Linked DNA regions of Mus musculus: all the other regions are linked to region 1. A link is a contact called in public HiChIP or PLAC-seq and promoter capture Hi-C data. All regions are on one chromosome and are shown on one strand. The core of a region is the stretch at or near the end of the contact, and the rest is flanking DNA. Distances in the headings are between cores, read along the strand shown. Region 1 holds the start of Inpp4a (inositol polyphosphate-4-phosphatase, type I). Region 2 holds the start of Txndc9 (thioredoxin domain containing 9). Region 3 holds the start of Mrpl30 (mitochondrial ribosomal protein L30). Region 4 holds the start of Actr1b (ARP1 actin-related protein 1B, centractin beta). Region 5 holds the start of Lipt1 (lipoyltransferase 1). Region 6 has its middle 24 kb from the start of Zap70.

Region 1 (2,624 bases), core at 74-2,573:
AACAAACGCAGCTAATGAGGTTCTGTTTACACCTCTTACTGATGAGGGTCTTGAGAACCTGAGTTAGCAAGTGACAAAACCTTCAGGATTCACACCCAGATCAACCAGCTGTGTGATGTCCCAGCCCTGTGATGTCCCCATTGTCCACACAACCCACCCGGGGAACAGGAGTGAACGAAGCAGAATATTACTGCAACACCCCAACTTCCGTACCACCCCACCCCCATCCCCTTGGCCCAGAGGCCCTAACTGGCAGGTGACAAATCACATTCTACTCTTAGGCAATCTCTCAACATCAAACACATTAAGAGGCAAAGATTTACAACGGCCAATACTTACTTCCTTCTTACCCAGAGAGACATTTTCATGAGCTGTCAAATCCAGGCAGGAGGAACCCACCATTATGTAATGTCAGAGGGCAGGAGAGAAGGGGCAAGAGAAACCAAGGCCCATCAACACTCCTTCCCTTCGCCCACAAAGATATATATTTGTGTCTGACATTTTGAGTGTTTCCGTGGCCTACACATTCATGACTGGCTTTGCAAAAGACGACCACGGATCCCTGCAAACCTCTCAGGCCTCAATTAGCTTATTAGGAAAGCCAGAAGAATATAAAATACATAAAGCAAAGGTGAGGGAGATCCTGTCCTGGCCGATGCGCGAACAGAAAATGCTCAAAGAGTTGCGAGGACGTAGAGTCCGTGTCTCCCACCAACATGTATGTTTATTTTTACCCGGTGTGTTGACACCCGAGATACCGCGAGGCCTTCAGCGTCGGATGCCTATGGGATACAGCAGAGATGCAGCCGGCGGGCGCGTTGTATAGCATCGCACGGCTCCCCGAGAAGCCCGCGGCAAGGGGACCGCAAGTCTAGGATCGCGCTCCAAAGACGCGGCCAGCGAACCGCTAGGCTGTACCACTGCCATGACAACCGCGGGCGCCACCGGGCCGGGTTCCCAGTGTCTCCAGCTCCCAGCCGCCCAGCCCACTCCGCTAAGCCCGGCACACCGGACCTGGCACGGCCCAGCTCGGCCCACCTACCTGGCGCGCCCCGGCCCGGACACTTGCTCAGCCTTGGCCTCTGTCCTCCAGGCCGCACACCCCGGCCTCGGCCCCGCTGGTTGCTGTCCGGTCCTGAAGACCGGCCGGGATTTGTTTCCTGGCCGCCTCACTCCGGCCGGTGGCGTCCACCCCAGACCCGAACCCGCCGTCCCCGCGCAGCCCGAATCCTGCCACCGCCTTCTCTCAGAACACAGCGCACAACCCCGCCCCGGTTCCGCCCCCTCACCGCGCATGCGCGCCCCACTCCCCGACCGCCGCCCTGCCCCCTCCCTCCCTGGCTCCGCCCCTAGGAAGCCGCACCTCCCAAAAGGTCACACCCTCTTATGTGACGTCACCCAGGAGTGGGAGTTTTTCCACCTTCACATGCCCTGAGGCTTCTGCCCAGAGAACAAGCGATTCTAGAAAAACGCTGGAGGTCGGAAGTGCAGGTGTAGCTGATCCATCACTCAGTGGGCGTGGCCACCAACAAACTGTAGTCTTTTGAACTTCCTTCCAGACCTAGTCTACCCAAAAGATAACGGACCTTAACACTTCCTCCTCAAAATTCTATTTTTCTATAGGGAAGAAGACCAATCAGGACTTTCGGAGATACATTTTTTTTTATTTTATTACTTATTTATTTCCACTGAGACAGGGGCTCCCTGCCTCTGATCGTTTTTAACTTTATTGTAACGTTAACATTTCTACCTGATGAGGGGAAACTTAAATGGACAAACAAAAACATTTTTCAGGTTTTTTTACACCTCATTTGTCTGGTTTTTTTTTTGCTTGTTCTGTTTCGTTTTGGGTTGTTTTTTTTTTTTTTTGAACAGGGTAATCCAGGTTGGTCACCCACTCACTAGCTGCCCTTCGTGTTATTCATGTTCCTGCCACTGCCTCCTAAAGGCTGAGAGTACAGGTATGCACCACCACACCCACTTTTATCTTCTAAAGAGTAACTTATTACCAAATGCTTATCTTTTATTAATCAGATGAAGGGGAGAAAATATTGATTGAACCTTAACCCTAAGGCCAAAAGCCAAAAAACTCAAACATGCTTAGAAAAATTAAAAATATTGTCCTTATTTCATCTTCTAAAATTCAAGTGACTGATATACCTGATTTTCTTACGGTAAAATTAATAGAAATCCCCCTTTCAATCTCAAAAGCATTCTCCTATGAGATAATAAATTTTATGGTCAGAGTCTTAATTTGCTTTCTCTCTTCCTGGGTTAAACCACTGGCCAAAAACGACTTGGAGAGGAAAAGGCTTATTTGGCTTACAGGCTACAAGTCCATGATCAGGCAGGAACTCAAGACAAAAACCTAGAGGCAGGAATGGAAGCAAAAGCCAGGAGCGAAAGTTACTTGTTGGTGTGCTCTCCATGGCCTGCTTAGCCTGCTATTTAGATAACTCAGGACCACCTGCCTGGGGTGGCACCACCCACATTAGGTCTTGCCCTTCCACATCAACCATTAAGAAAATGCCCCACAGGGTGCCTACATTGCAATTTGATCCAGGTATTTTCTCAACTGAGGTTCCCTCTTTTCAGATGATTCTAGCTTGTGTCCACCTAACAAC
Region 2 (2,624 bases), core at 79-2,578, 700 kb before region 1:
GGCTCGCACTCACCTGGGCCGTAGGCCTGGCTTAGCAGCGCCCGAGCCCGGCCCCACACCGCCCGGACCCCCAAACGACCTCCGAGCCCCTCAGCCCCACGCCTCGGACCCCAGCCCGAGCCCCGGCCGCGGGACGCGCCCCGTCGAGGCTCGCCCATCCAGGGCCCCGCGCGACTCCCGGAGGACCCCCGGCCCGAGCCCCGCCGCCTACCTGTCTTCGCTCTTGTTTTTCTGTTTCTTCCCCATCGCTTGTCAACGGCGCTCGCGGCCCCGGCCCCTCGGTTCGGTGTCTCACAGACCCACTGTCTCCCGGCTGACTCCAATGCCCGCTCGGCTCGGTCCCCCTCGCGCCGCCGCCTCTCGCACCCGGCTCTCCACAGACCCGCGCACTGGGACAGGGCACATATGGTGTGAGCCCTCAGTACGCAAGCGCATCGCCCCGCCGCCTCGGCGTGGGGACGCAGGGCGCGGCTCATCGAGAGCGGCGCTTCGGCTAGAGCGTCTCCAGTAGAGCCGCCGGCCAGGTGGGAACCCAGGCGCCCCCTCGCCGCAAGTGAGCGCCGCGCACCGACGTCCGGCGGATCCCGGGTTCTAGAACCTAGAGGACGACAATGAGGCCGTTCATTTCTCACGTCGGCACCCTTCCCGGGGCTGGCTTTCGACGCAGAAGTGGGACTGAAAATTCTCCCCTGCCTACGCGGCCTCAGCTGCGGGAAGTCCATTACAGGACCACAAAGAGTCAATGATGAGCGTTCTGGGGGTGGCAGGACAAAAAATGGGATCCCTCTCAGAAACACTCATGAATTGTCAACTGTGTACATTTATTAAGGGGAAAAAGACATAAGGACACAGCAACGGGTCCCCTAATATGAATCTTCGTATGAGCAAGTTCTAAAAATTCATGTGCCTAAGAAAGTCAGGAGGGAAGATCCTGGCATGGTGAAAATTTTCTCCATGTTTCGGGGCGATGTTACTAGTGTGAGCTGTGTATAAATTATAATGTACTGTAAGCTACACTTTCGAAACTATTAAACACAACGAGAAATGAAGCCCCTCTGTCACTCAGGCTCAAGACCCGGCTCGTTTCCCGGTAGAGCCGGGACCCGCAGTCAGTGCACAAAGAACTACAATTCCCAACGTGCCTAGCGCCCATCCCTCCGGCCATTAGCCCACGTGAAGCGTAGGCTCGGAAGCCAGTAGTTCCGGGTGGCGGAGGATAGGGCTTCTCCGAGGCTTTCGTCACTCGCCACCGCCCTTTCCGCGAGTGTCTCACATTGTATCGCGAGAGGACTGTAGCCAATGAAGTGGCGGAGTTAACAGCCCCTTCTCTGCCCTTAACAATTGCTGCGAGGTTGAAACCTGTGTGAACCCGGTGGGTATTCTTGATCTGCGGCTTCCTCTCTCCGTAGGCCTCATCAATAGTCCAGGTACGGCTGAGGGTGATGTGGCCGATAGTGCCACAGCGTCCCAGTGTTGATGAAGGACACATCCTCGGCTGGGATCGAGGGAGCGGCTGGGAGGGCCTCGTCTGGGCGGCTGCGGAGGCTACGGCGCATGCGCCCCAGTTAGTGCGAAATCGGGTCCCCCCGGAACTACTCCACCAGTCTCTTGAGCTCAGGGAGTGGCGAAGAGTCTGCTGACAGGTACATGGGGTTAGGGTTTCGGTTAGGAGTTTGTAGGGGAGTACATAGGTGTCAGGGCCCCCAGTTCGTCGGTAAGAATAATACTCGATTTGGTTCAATAAATAGAAAGTTATGTCCTTACCCCCAATATAAAGGCAGTGACCACCTCCGCCTAATTCAGGGCAGCACTTTTAGTCGCGTGAAGCTCCGCATTTAAACGTAAAGGTCTCCTGTGAAATTCTCGGTGATAAACGAATACTGTGATGCAGATTCTGAGTGGCTGGTCTCGGATCCTTCTCTCTCTTCCCCGAGTTAGGGATCCTGGGAGTACAGCTTCTTTTCAGTTGTATAGTATTTATGAGAAGCTGACAGTTGGAGTTTTTAAATGACCTTATGTAGCCCAGGCCTATCGCTCCAAATATGAGGTGTGACCCTTATGCTTCTGCCCTTGAGAGCTGAGGTTGTAATCATGAGCCACCATGCCCAGGCTTATTTTGTGTGTGAGCTGATTAGTTTTAGCTGTCAACTTGATAGAATAATCTACGGTCACCTAGGAAGAAAGACTCATTGAGAAATTGGGTAGATTAGGTTGGCCAGTGGGCATGGCTCAGAGAGTAGGGATTGTCTTGGTTGCATTAATTAATCTACTCCCAGATTAATGTTGTTCTCCAGCAGATGTTGGACACAAGTAGACGTGTGTGTAATTACTTCTCTCTGCTTCAAGAGCCTGCCTTTAGTCGTAGAAGCGATGGGCTGTCACCTGGACTTGTAACGTTTATGTCAGGATATTTTTGAGGAAGTATGCCGAAAAGCAAGCTAGTGTATTTAGGGATTTCCCTGGATTCTGGAACCATAAATGAGATCTTTGATGGTTTACATCTTTATTCTGGTTTTGGCAGGTGTTGGGGCCTACATGCTGAGTTCTAAGGCCAAAATAGTGCCTCCAACATGGCATCTGTTGTGTTAACCTCTCAGGCTCTGTTACAGAGACCCTGTTTTAAA
Region 3 (2,624 bases), core at 67-2,566, 590 kb before region 1:
CAGGCAGCACCATCAAAACTGCTTTTTGTTGTTGTTGTTTTTCCTTTTGGTGAGGGAAGGTACTGGGGATTGAACCCATAGCCTTGCATACAGAATATAAGTGCTCTGAGCTGCAACTCATTTCAATACAGTAGGCATTATTCTTATGTGCGTAGCTTTTGGACCTTGAAGCAATTATACTGCCATCTACTGTACAACAACTTTCCTCTGTACTGTTGCAAATACCAGAAAAATGGGGCTGGAGACATGGCTCAGCAGTTATGAGCACTGGCTGCTCTTCCAGAGGTCCCACATTTAATTCCCGGTGACCACCTGGAAGCTTACAAATGTTTTTTTAACTCTATCTAGTTCCAGGGGATCTGACTATCTTCTGGCCTCCATGGGCACTACACGCACATGGTGTAGATATGACAGGCAAAACACCCATACACATAAAAATAAACTGAAAAATACCATTTATCACATGGGATATATAACCTATTTCTATTTTCTAATATGTTAATATATGAGTATACACAGAAAAACAAAAGGCTGCCAAAACCATTTTTCCTCTCCCTCACCCCGAAAGGTTTGCTGGAGTTTTGTTGTTGTTTTGCTTTTTTACAATGGTTATGCACGTAAACAGCTCTTTACCCCTAAACTACAACACCAGCTCGTAAGTGGTTCTTTAATTAATTTCTCTTTCTAAAGGGTCAAGGTATATATCTATAACGAGGAGTGAACATTCCTGAAAATACAGAACACTGAATTTCCCGTGCAATCAACCGCGTTCTCTGAAATCAACAAATGTCTCTCTTCTTCGAATTCCCAGGACGTAAAGGTAGTAGGCAGCCGTCATAACGGCCTCTCAGCCACCAAAAGCAGCTGCTTTAACAAGTGACAATCACAGGGGCCTGCAAAATCACTGTCTTTAATAAACAGCAACTCCAAAAACTCAGCACTCTAAAATCGCAACATCTTAAAATTAAGCAAGTTTTGCCTTCTTAAAAAAAAATAATAAATTTCACTGACGCTTGGATGGCTCGGACCTAGATCTACACGAGTGAGACTCTCAGAGACACGCGCGTCGCAGCACGACTCGAATAAAGTGACAACCTGGCTGCTTTCAGAAGATCAAGAAATAGGTCTGCGGGACCTCCAACTCGAAACAGAAAGAAAGTCATTTCGTAACTGCAGAGAGAGCCTCTAGCTCCCACGACCGCACTCACCGGCGACCGCTGTGTCCACTCCGAACGTCCCCGCAGCCGGAAGGAGAGGAACAGAGGCAGGTGGACCCAGTGCAACATTCAAACCACGCCGTTGCCGTCACAGACCGTACGGTTCTTTGGTTCCGGGAAAGGTTTTTTTTTTTTTTTGTCCCGGCCCATTCACAACGCGCCATAGAAGACAGCGCAGGCGCAGCGGCGTCACGCGTGCGCTTCCTGGAAGCGCAGTGGGTCAGCTCTTGGAATTTGCTGGCGGTGCCCAGGAGTTGTCACAGTGATGGCTAAGTCCAGCCTGGGACAGGATTCCGATAGCACTGCGGCGGTGGCGGTACTAAAGCGGGCAGTAGAGCTGGATGCAGAGTCCCGGTACCAGCAGGCTCTGGTGTGTTACCAGGAGGGGATTGACATGCTCTTGCAGGTTCTGAAAGGTGAGCGAGTTTCGGTTTCCGCTCTGTCTGGGACTGAGCGGAAACTTAAGAAAACGAAACTTACTAACTACCAGGAAGCATTCAAATTCAGGAGTTATATTCTGATAATCTGCAGGACAACGGAGGTGGTGGCCTTTGCAATAGACCGATGTTATCGCTAAGGACCATAAGAGGCATAACCAAATATAATCTATAAGGCTTGATAGGTCTTGCGTTTGAATCAATTTTATTCTTCGTTGTTGTCAGTTTGTGACATGATTTTTCTCCTTCCTCTGGCTCACCTTCCTGCCCTCACCCCAACTATGATCCATTGAGTTTCACTAGGGTGGAAGTTTGTTTACAGAGCTATGTGCACGTTACCAGCGACTACAGCACTGACTAAATTGTCTCTCCCTCCTCCATCAATGATTATATATTCATTCTCAAGATGGGGGTGCATTCCACGGCCATTTATTCTATGTGCACCAACCAGTTGTCAGTCTCTGCAGTCACTACCCGGTACTGGTGGAAGAGGCTTCTCTGACCATGTGGACTACAGCACTGCTCTATGGGCATAAACATAATGAGGTAGAGGGCAGTTTGGCAGATACATCATGTTGATTTAATAAAACTACAGCAGTAGTAGTACGGCCCCTAGGGCCTAGGACCGCCACAGTCTTGATTTTTAGTTAGGTATAAAGTACCAGATGAGAGTCCCTCTTGTCAAGCAGACTTCACATCCAATCAGAAAGCAGTTGGGTACCACATTTACCACGATTGCGCCAATGGGCTCATCTTTCCCAGATGGTTGGTTTTAACAGAGGGAGTGGCTGAGTAAGACATTTCTCCCCCAGCAGCTTGAGTAGCACCATCCAACACCGTGGTACTATCCAACAAGGAGGACGCTTTCAACCAGCTCCAGTTTGTTCTCGACCTGTGGTCAAGGCATGTGGCATCTTTAGCAATAGGGTCTTATGAATGAGTTTTGATGGACATCCAAAAGCAGGGGCAA
Region 4 (2,624 bases), core at 84-2,583, 590 kb after region 1:
ACCAGAACCAGTCTACATCTCTTTTTTAAAAACTTAATTTGTATATTATAAATATACACACTTTCTTCCCACAAAGAAAACTCAAGATCTAGGTAACTTCATGAGTGAACGCTATCAAACAGTTAAGAGATATGACCTCTCTTAAGATGATTTTCTCTGATGTTTTGCCCAACAACATAAAACTGACGCCACAAGTTTATGTGTTATTGGCTAATGGACCAGTGAAACAGAATAAAAGGTAGACAGAAACTATCAACTATTGACATAGGCACCAAGGCAATTTGAAAAAAATTTCTCTCTCTCATTATAAATTTATATAAATATAAATTATATATATATATATATATATATATATATATATATATATATATATATATATAATTTTTTGAGGCAGGATTCCACTATGTAGCCTCTGTCAACCTCTGGAACTCCGATATTGGCCTGCCTCTGCCTCCCTGTTACCAGGAATGACATGATCACACCCAGTTTCTCTTTGCCAACCCCCCACTTTTTTTTGTACATTATTTATTTTGTTTGCGAATGTGTGTGTGTGGCTGTACATATTCCATGGTGCACTTGTAGCAATCAGAATTGTGGAAGCCGGTTCTCTTTTACCATATGGGTCTCTGGGATCAAACCCCAGGTAGACAGCCTTAGTGATAAATGCCCCGATGCTTACTTGATACATGTATAAAAACTAACTCAAATTAAACATAGGTCTAAATGTAAATCTATGATACTTCTAAAATAAAATACAATTATTCACCTAGCGTTTGAATCTTATTAAATCCAAAACTGTTGCTTGGTATGGTAGTACATGCCTGTAATTCCAGCATTTGTGAGGCGGGAGAATCACAAGTTGAAGGCTAGCCTTGGTTTCACAGAGATCCTACCTCTAAAAACCAAAAAAGATGAATAAATCTAACTAAACTAACTCTCCCGTTGAAATAATCAGAGCTGACATCCTAAGAAGAGGAATGCTCACAGATGTCTCATCAAAAGAAAGACCTTCCAGTAGGTGAACTCAAAAGACTTCCTGATTTCAATAGACCTACCACCTCCTTTTTAATTCTTGCCCCCTTTAAGAACCCAGCCATGACATCATCTTACGGCCGCGCAGCCTACCTTGGCAACGCCTGGCTGTTCTTCCGGAAAGCTTCAATTGGTTAGCCGGCTCCAAGAGGCCCCTCCCACTTCCCCCAGCAACCCTCCCCGGCGCCGGCCGTCAATCAGGTCATTTGGCATCTGTGATTGGCCACGGGGCCGCGTTCGCGTAGGCAGCGCACTGGGGGAGGGGAGCGGCGCGGTGTCTGGAGTCGCATCCGTCCAGGTCTCCCCGCGAACCTTGTAGCCCGCCGGTCCTCCTGCAGCCCGCCTGCTGGGCAGGGCCGGCTCGGCCGGGCCATGGAGTCCTACGACATCATCGCTAACCAGCCCGTGGTCATCGACAATGTGAGGCCGGGCAGCGGGGGGTGGGGGAAGGACTGTGACCCGCCGCGGGGTCGCAGGCGGCGTGCGGTGGCCCACGCTGGTGGGGCCAGGGGTGGGCCTCGGGAGCACCTCCCTCGGAGTCCAGGATGTGCGGTACAGCTGATCACAGTCAGGCGGTCCTTAATGCTCTAGGCCGGTGAACGCGTCTGTCTGGGGTGGGATCGCTGGGCAAGTTAAGACCCCTGGCCCTTTGCTTGGTGGTAAGCTCTGGCCGCCTGATGGAGGTCGGCTGACATTTGACTTCTTGCACACTGCTGGCTTTATCTCTTGAAGGGCCTGGTGATCTTTACAACACTTCCCAAGGGGCTGCACCCAGAAGCAAACACTGCACGTTAATTTCCACCAGCCACCACCTGGTGGCCTCTTTGCCGCTTTAACTAACCCCCTCACTCTAAATGATCTTTTCGGAGAGTGTAGCCACTTTCCCCAGGACGGAGCAGTTTGGGGTAGTAGTTTGCAAGCCTGAAAGAAAAGAGGTCCTGCTTCCCGGGGCGTTGTCTTCCAGCCTGGGTTGTGCTTACCTTCAGTGGCCCTAGGAGCTGTCTATCCTTAGAGGCCTTGACGTGGCTGGGGTTTTCTCTAGCTGTGCCCAGAGCTGATGTGTAGGCCTTGGAGCTTTTGACGGTGACACACTTCTCTTTCTGGGAACTGACTCCTTCCCACGTGAGCCCCTGATGGCATCTTTGTGGCTGCCTTTTTTTGGAGCACCCATGTGGGCTCCCTTAAATCATAACTTGTTTATCAGAGAGGCTAGTCCTGGACTTTGGGGGTGTGCTTGGGGCAGGCTACAGTGTACATCAGGCTACCTACCTGTTTGGTGGCCAACAAGCTAATGAGCTCAGAGGCACCTGCCTGGCTGAGTTTGGGCTTGGAGCCTCTCGCTTGTTACTTGGATATGTTATTTTGGCCCTAATAGAGACTGGTAGGCAAAGGGTGTGAGTAGGTGACTCATTTACTAAGTGGAAGGTGTGTCCAGTTCATGTTGAAAGCCTAGGTCCAGCTTCCAGCAGGGACAGGGACTGCCTCTCCTCTTACTACCCAAGAAAGGTACTTGGAGACCACCAAGTGGTTCCCCTCCATGGACCCAGTATGTGGTCTCTGTCTGCTGGTGAAGACAAGGGTTCTTGAATAGA
Region 5 (2,624 bases), core at 65-2,564, 570 kb before region 1:
AAATCTGTGTGAGTCATGTTTAAATAGGACTACTAAAATAGTTACACGTGAGTCATTTTAAGGAGTTAAACTAAATGATTATTATGTATCGTATCACAAATTATTTTAGTTATCAGAACACAATCTCCCCACCCTCAGACACGATGAGTGTGTAGCCCTGGATCTCCTGAAACTACCTCTGTAGACCAGGCTGACCTTGAGCTCACAGAGATCTATTTGCCTCTGCCTCTGGGTTGAAGGCCTGACATACCTTCTGAGACAGACTGTAGCTGACAGACAAAATGAAACAATCTAACTTTTGAAAACCTGGTAGAATTCTGTTTCTACAGTGTTACTTTGCATAGCGACCCACACCCATATTTTACTTTTTTAAATGAAAAACTTTTTATACAATGCATTTTGATCACGTTCCTTCCTCTCCCCGTTTTTTTCAGATCCCACCACCTCCCTATCCACCCAACTTTATGTTCTTTCTTTAAAAAACCAAAACCTATGAAAACTAAAGTCAAAATAAGTAAAAGATCAACGAGACAAGACCAAAAAAGAAAAAAAAAAAAAAGCCCGTGGAGTTTGTTTTGTGTTGGCCACCTACTCCTCTGTAGGCGCCTGGGCTAGGATGTGGTTGATATACCCAACTACACTCTATTTTAACAGCTTTAGCTGAGCAAGGGATGGAACTCACTCAGTCTAGGTTTGAACTGTACCGCCGAGCAATCCACCCCCAGCTCTCTGCTTTCATCTTCATTACTGGTGTTATAATTATTTCCTCAGGAGGCTCTTACTTCCATGCTCTGGGAGACACTTCTGCAACTGCCAACACATGCTTCTCCCTGACAGAGTGTAAAGCAAGACCTAACTACAGGCCTACCTTCCTCACAAGGCCTTACCAAAACTATTTGCTATCCTCCTAATAACGCGATCCAAACCTGGAAGTGATTACGAACTTTTAAGCAAGCTTTACTCTTCGGGAGCAGGCACGCGACTAGCACTGAATGTCTTGTTTAGTTTACCCTACGCCGTATTAGAAATCAACTGTTCCCAATAATGAAATTACGTCCGGAGCACCAGGTGTAATCTGCAGAGCTTTCAGAACCAATAGGAGGGGCCCATGGGACGCACGCGTGCTCTCCGCAGCACCCACTCCTGCTCAGCGTGTGCCTCCACAACCCGCAAAGAATTCACTGGAACTGCTTCCGGCTTCACTCACCTGCCACTTCCGGTCGCGCCCGCAGCAGCTTTTTCTGCAAATTAAAACTCAATCAACCCACGTGGAACCCAGAACACTCAGCCCTCTAGACGCAGTTGCTGGGGAGTCCTCCCCAGCCCCGCCCAAGAGACCCGCCCTCAAGAGGCCACGCCCCCGTAAAGCTCGCCCCCTGGATAAGCCACACCCCCAGGAGGTCGTGGCTAAGCCTGAAATAGAAGCAAATATTTTTAAGGTTATTTCCTTCAGGCCAATGCATTTAGAACTAGATTCATTGAAAGGACAAAGTCCACTTACCAAAATATGTAAAGACGAGCTGGGTGATTCCTATGCTGGTTTCTTTCAGCAAGAGTTGGCTAAACTGTGTGGTCCAAAATGGTCTGTTCACACTCAGGAGGTGCTGTCTAGCTGCTGGGGCGGTTCGATTCAAGGCACTTGGAAGCGCTTCAACCGCATTCCTATGGCCCCAGGAACAACAAAGCCAGACTAGAGTTAAGGAATGAGATCACGGACCCACTTCTTGATGAGCAGAGCCCAAAGAATTTGTGGTCATTCCTCGCTCTTCCACAGAAACCAGTCTCTCCTCCTTCAGTTAGAATGGAAGCCTCTCCAGCCTTGCCTCCTGGTACTGCTAACGCAGTAAATGAGCAGAGTTAATTCAGGGTATATAAATTAGCTGCACCACAGACAGGACTCCTGTCTGTTACTGCAACTTTGATGAGATCAGTCTTCAGCTGGATGGTATTATGAGGGTGGGAAGGGATACTTTTCCATTCGTCATTGTAGGAATTTTGCTAGTTATCAAAATAGCCCCACATTGTGTTGCCCTTAGTAGGGCTCCTAAATTAGTAGTCTGCTTCTATATTGTATTCTTTGAAATCTGAGAAGGGACAGTTTTTTTCTGTTGTTGTTGTTCTGTTTTGTTTTTGTTTTTTGTTTTGTTTTGTTTTAATTTCCTTCAATGACCTTCCTTCATTCTCCACTGTCTGCTCTAAGATGTCTGTCTTTGGACCAGTTATCCTCTTTTTCTACTTCTTCAGCTTCTCCACTGGAATGTCCAATAACACTCTAACCTGCTTTATAGTCCTCTGGTGATGGCAATTCTCCTTTCCTGCATTTTATTCTGTCTCCTCCCCCGCTCCCAATCCCCAAGACAGGGTTTCTCTGTGTAGCCCTGGCTGTTCTGGAACTCATTTTGTAGACCAGGCTGGCCTTGAATGCACAGAGATCCACCTGCCTCTGCTTCTGGAGTGCTGAAATTAAAAGTGTGCTCCACCATGCCTGGCTCTGTCTGCTCTTCTTAAAACTTCTATTTGAGTGTGAGTTAGGGTCTCCCCCTGTAAGGCAGGCTTGCCTGGAACTCGCTATGTGGACCAGACTGGCCTCACAGAGAGCTTTCTGCCTCTGCCTTCCAAGTGCT
Region 6 (2,624 bases), core at 61-2,560, 510 kb after region 1:
TCTTGCAGAGAACTGGAGTTCAATTCCTGACACCCATATCTGGTGGCTCACAACCACCTTTAACTTCAGCTCCAGGGGCTCTAGCGCCCTCGTCTGGCCTCCCTGGGCACTGCATTCAAGTGCGCAAATCCACACTGACATGCATATACAACATCAAAAATAGACGCGTTTCTCATGTGTGTGGTACATGTGTGGTATATGCATGTTCATGTGTGTGTGCTTGTGGAGACCCAGTGGAGGAGGAGATGCCAGAAGCTCACATGGTGAGACATGTCACCACCCAGCCCTACACCCCCCACAAATCAGCCACCAGAGTCCTGAGCCGTGGGGCCTGCAGATCGCCCACCGTATCTATTCATCAGCTGGCTCCACCCAGTTCAGACTCTCAGCTTAACAGGTGCTACAGACATAAGTCCCCAGTTTCCCCCAGAGCCCAAGTCCAAAATAGCTGTCCCTAAAGCCATGCCACCTCCAAACCCACTTGGTCTGAGGCCCTGTCCCATCCCTATAGGCTGTGGGATCCCAACAGTGAGCCTAATGGGCAGTGCAGACTGGGGACCCACTCGGGAGGCTGAGGCAGACAGCGCATGAGTTGAAGGCCAGCTTGAGCCAGAAACTGAGCAAGCTGGGGGAGAGCTTACCTAGTACGTGCAAAACTTGGGGTTCATTCCCCTGCACCCCATAAAACTAAGAATGCTGGCCCCTGCCTGTAATCCCACCACAGGAAGTGGAGGCCAAGAGGAACAGAAGTTCAAGGTCGCCTCTAGCTACACAGACTTTTAGGCTATCCCGGACTTCAGGAGACCCCGGCTCAAAAACAAATAAACGAAAACGGGGGCGGGGGAGGGGGCTGGGGAGCAGGCGGAGTAAGTTCTGTTCCCAGCACTTGAAAGGTGGCCAACGACCATCCATACCCCTAGCTCCAGGGGACCTGACACCCTCTTCTGACCTCTATAGTCACAAGCACGCATGGGATGCACCGACGTACGTGCAGGCAAAACATTTACAGGTGCAAAAATAAAGCCACGAAACTGAATGGTGACTGAGTCACGCAGTCGTTTCTTCTCCGGACATGTAAAGGCTGCGAGTACAAGGCAGGAGCCATCAGCTACAGAATGTCGTGGTCTTGCTGGATCAGGGGCGACATCCACAGGCAAAGCAGAACCTGTGGTTAAGAGAAGTCTGTGAGACCGAGGGACGGGGCTGCAGGAGCAGATGATACTGGAAAGGAACAAAGAAAGATGTCCCTCCGTACAGCCTCGTGGGGCGGCGGTGGGCTCAGTCCTTACTCTGAACCATTCTTCTGCGCTTTTCCTAGGCTGCTGCTGCCCCTCCCCCTCCTCCTGGCTGCTGGTGGCAGAGAAAATGGGAGGGTTTCTCTCTAAAGCCAGGTTCAAGCGTCAGGGCTTTAAGCGTCCTTGTAGTTCCCGGTACCTTTGAGATCTTCCCACTGGTTTTTCTACATTTACTTTCCCTTTTCAGTCGACGCGCCCATAGAGAAACTGAGGCACGGGAGGGCTAAACAACCTGCCCCCGGGGCAACTGGGGCTAAATCTATAAACAGCAAAAAAGCGTGCCACACTAAAGCAGAGGGCTACGCTAAAATACAAAGGCGCAAGAGCCTGGATGTATTCTGCGAGAGGGTGCGGAGCCCGGGTCCCAGAGGCTGGCAAGAAGCATCCTGCAAACCGGCCTGGAGTGAACCCTCTGCAGGCGGCGGAACTGACGGCTGAAGATCAGAGGCGAGTCTGGATTCTGTTCCCTAGCCAGAAGCTGCCAGAATAAGGACAGGTGAGCGCCCTGTGCCAGGAACTGAGCCCACCTTTGCTTTTACTGTGGCGCCACCTTGTGGCATTGTTTTAGAACTACAACCTCTTCAGAGGATTCCGTCATTGCCAAGCCTTTCCCAGTGTACTAGATACCCACGTGGATGTTTTAATACCAAACCAATTAGTGATGCAGACGATAAAATAAATAAAAACAAAAACGTATTTATTTTCTTAAACGTTTGTGCAATAATATGTGTCATTGGGCTGGAGAGATGGCTCAGCGGGTAAGAGCACTGACTGCTCTTCCAGAGGTCCTGAGTTCAATTCCCAGCAACCACATGGTGGCTCACAACTGTCTGTAATGGGCTCTGATGCCACTTCTGGTCTGAAGACAGCGACAGTGTACTCACATGCATTAAACTAATTAATTAATTAAAATATATAATTATCCAATAACAAGTGAATTTTAATGCAACTGAAATATTTGCAAAAGAAACCATTTCCAGCAGCCACAAAATCCTACCACTGAGGAAATTTCTTTCTTGATCAACTTATTAGTTTTAAAGAGATTAAAGACTGTTTAAGTTTTAATATTGTCTATGAATTAGTAATACAGCTTACATATGCAGTAGTAACGTCACCTTCTAATGAAAAACGCATATCTCCCTATTCTCAAGGCACTGCTAAGGGGTTTTCGCTTGGTTTTGTTCTGGTTTTTTGAGTTTTTTTTTGTTTTGTTTTGTTTGTTTTTTGCCTGTTTGGAGTGTGTGCTGTTGATATAGGATCTCATTATGGAACCCAGGCTCGCCTGCAACTTATAACCTCCTCATCTCAGCCCCGTCAGTAAATCTTCAA

What was found. Promoter capture Hi-C pulls out the DNA fragments that hold promoters and counts their contacts. HiChIP or PLAC-seq counts read pairs in DNA pulled down with a chosen protein or histone mark. Capture Hi-C pulls out chosen DNA fragments and counts their contacts.
Region 2: a contact with region 1 is called in a promoter capture Hi-C map of liver, with 1.9 times the contacts expected there. The contact joins the promoter of Txndc9 here to the promoter of Inpp4a in region 1. A contact is called at or near these places in 2 of 484 Hi-C or Micro-C datasets (CD4 T cells and LSK cells), 3 of 115 datasets of contacts at active chromatin or transcription factors (cardiomyocytes, intestinal villus epithelium and memory CD8 T cells) and 2 of 9 other capture datasets (adipose tissue and liver).
Region 3: an H3K27ac HiChIP or PLAC-seq map of microglia shows a contact between it and region 1, with 7 times the contacts expected there. The contact joins the promoter of Mrpl30 here to the promoter of Inpp4a in region 1. A contact is called at or near these places in 15 of 39 promoter capture datasets (the 3T3-L1 cell line, 3T3-L1-derived adipocytes, the C10 cell line and 10 more), 4 of 115 datasets of contacts at active chromatin or transcription factors (bone marrow-derived macrophages, embryonic hindbrain, microglia and 1 more) and 2 of 9 other capture datasets (liver and pancreatic islet).
Region 4: a promoter capture Hi-C map of adipose tissue shows a contact between it and region 1, with 3 times the contacts expected there. The contact joins the promoter of Actr1b here to the promoter of Inpp4a in region 1. A contact is called at or near these places in 9 of 39 promoter capture datasets (3T3-L1-derived adipocytes, the C10 cell line, the HPC-7 cell line and 5 more), 4 of 484 Hi-C or Micro-C datasets (B cells, CD4 T cells, embryonic stem cells and 1 more), 12 of 115 datasets of contacts at active chromatin or transcription factors (astrocytes, bone marrow-derived macrophages, embryonic forebrain and 7 more) and 4 of 9 other capture datasets (adipose tissue, embryonic stem cells, liver and 1 more).
Region 5: a contact with region 1 is called in a promoter capture Hi-C map of hematopoietic stem and progenitor cells. The contact joins the promoter of Lipt1 here to the promoter of Inpp4a in region 1. A contact is called at or near these places in 19 of 39 promoter capture datasets (the 3T3-L1 cell line, 3T3-L1-derived adipocytes, the HPC-7 cell line and 11 more), 15 of 484 Hi-C or Micro-C datasets (CD4 T cells, CD8 T cells, LSK cells and 7 more), 9 of 115 datasets of contacts at active chromatin or transcription factors (bone marrow-derived macrophages, embryonic stem cells, memory CD8 T cells and 3 more) and 4 of 9 other capture datasets (adipose tissue, embryonic stem cells, liver and 1 more).
Region 6: a contact with region 1 is called in a promoter capture Hi-C map of liver, with 4 times the contacts expected there. The contact joins the enhancer-like site here to the promoter of Inpp4a in region 1. A contact is called at or near these places in 12 of 39 promoter capture datasets (the C10 cell line, HPC-7-derived erythroid cells, cranial neural crest and 8 more), 1 of 484 Hi-C or Micro-C datasets (liver), 10 of 115 datasets of contacts at active chromatin or transcription factors (astrocytes, bone marrow-derived macrophages, embryonic basal ganglia and 5 more) and 4 of 9 other capture datasets (adipose tissue, embryonic stem cells, liver and 1 more).

What each region holds. Positions count from the first base shown.
Region 1 is chr1:37,298,537-37,301,160 of GRCm38.p6, reverse strand. Inpp4a (inositol polyphosphate-4-phosphatase, type I) reads right to left here and starts at 1,323. Exons shown (of 26, transcript NM_030266.4): 1 at 1,043-1,323.
Region 2 is chr1:37,995,912-37,998,535 of GRCm38.p6, reverse strand. Txndc9 (thioredoxin domain containing 9) reads left to right here and starts at 1,328. Exons shown (of 5, transcript NM_172054.4): 1 at 1,328-1,427. It overlaps Eif5b (eukaryotic translation initiation factor 5B), which reads right to left and starts at 526. Exons shown (of 24, transcript NM_198303.2): 1 at 212-526. The coding sequence starts at 246.
Region 3 is chr1:37,889,169-37,891,792 of GRCm38.p6, reverse strand. Mrpl30 (mitochondrial ribosomal protein L30) reads right to left here and starts at 1,316. Exons shown (of 6, transcript NM_027098.3): 1 at 1,209-1,316. It overlaps Mitd1 (MIT, microtubule interacting and transport, domain containing 1), which reads left to right and starts at 1,382. Exons shown (of 7, transcript NM_026913.3): 1 at 1,382-1,633. The coding sequence starts at 1,483.
Region 4 is chr1:36,708,634-36,711,257 of GRCm38.p6, reverse strand. It overlaps Actr1b (ARP1 actin-related protein 1B, centractin beta), which reads left to right and starts at 1,333. Exons shown (of 11, transcript NM_146107.2): 1 at 1,333-1,452. The coding sequence starts at 1,405.
Region 5 is chr1:37,870,909-37,873,532 of GRCm38.p6, reverse strand. It overlaps Lipt1 (lipoyltransferase 1), which reads right to left and starts at 1,314. Exons shown (of 2, transcript NM_001037918.4): 1 at 1,208-1,314.
Region 6 is chr1:36,784,052-36,786,675 of GRCm38.p6, reverse strand. No RefSeq gene overlaps it. Among named protein-coding and RNA genes, the nearest start is that of Zap70, 24 kb to the right of the region's middle. Within about 2 kb of position 1,310, at least 50 of the 459 cell types and tissues checked have an H3K27ac peak or open chromatin away from gene starts, as enhancers often do. A contact at or near this core is called in embryonic forebrain, hippocampal neurons and liver, where this site is marked.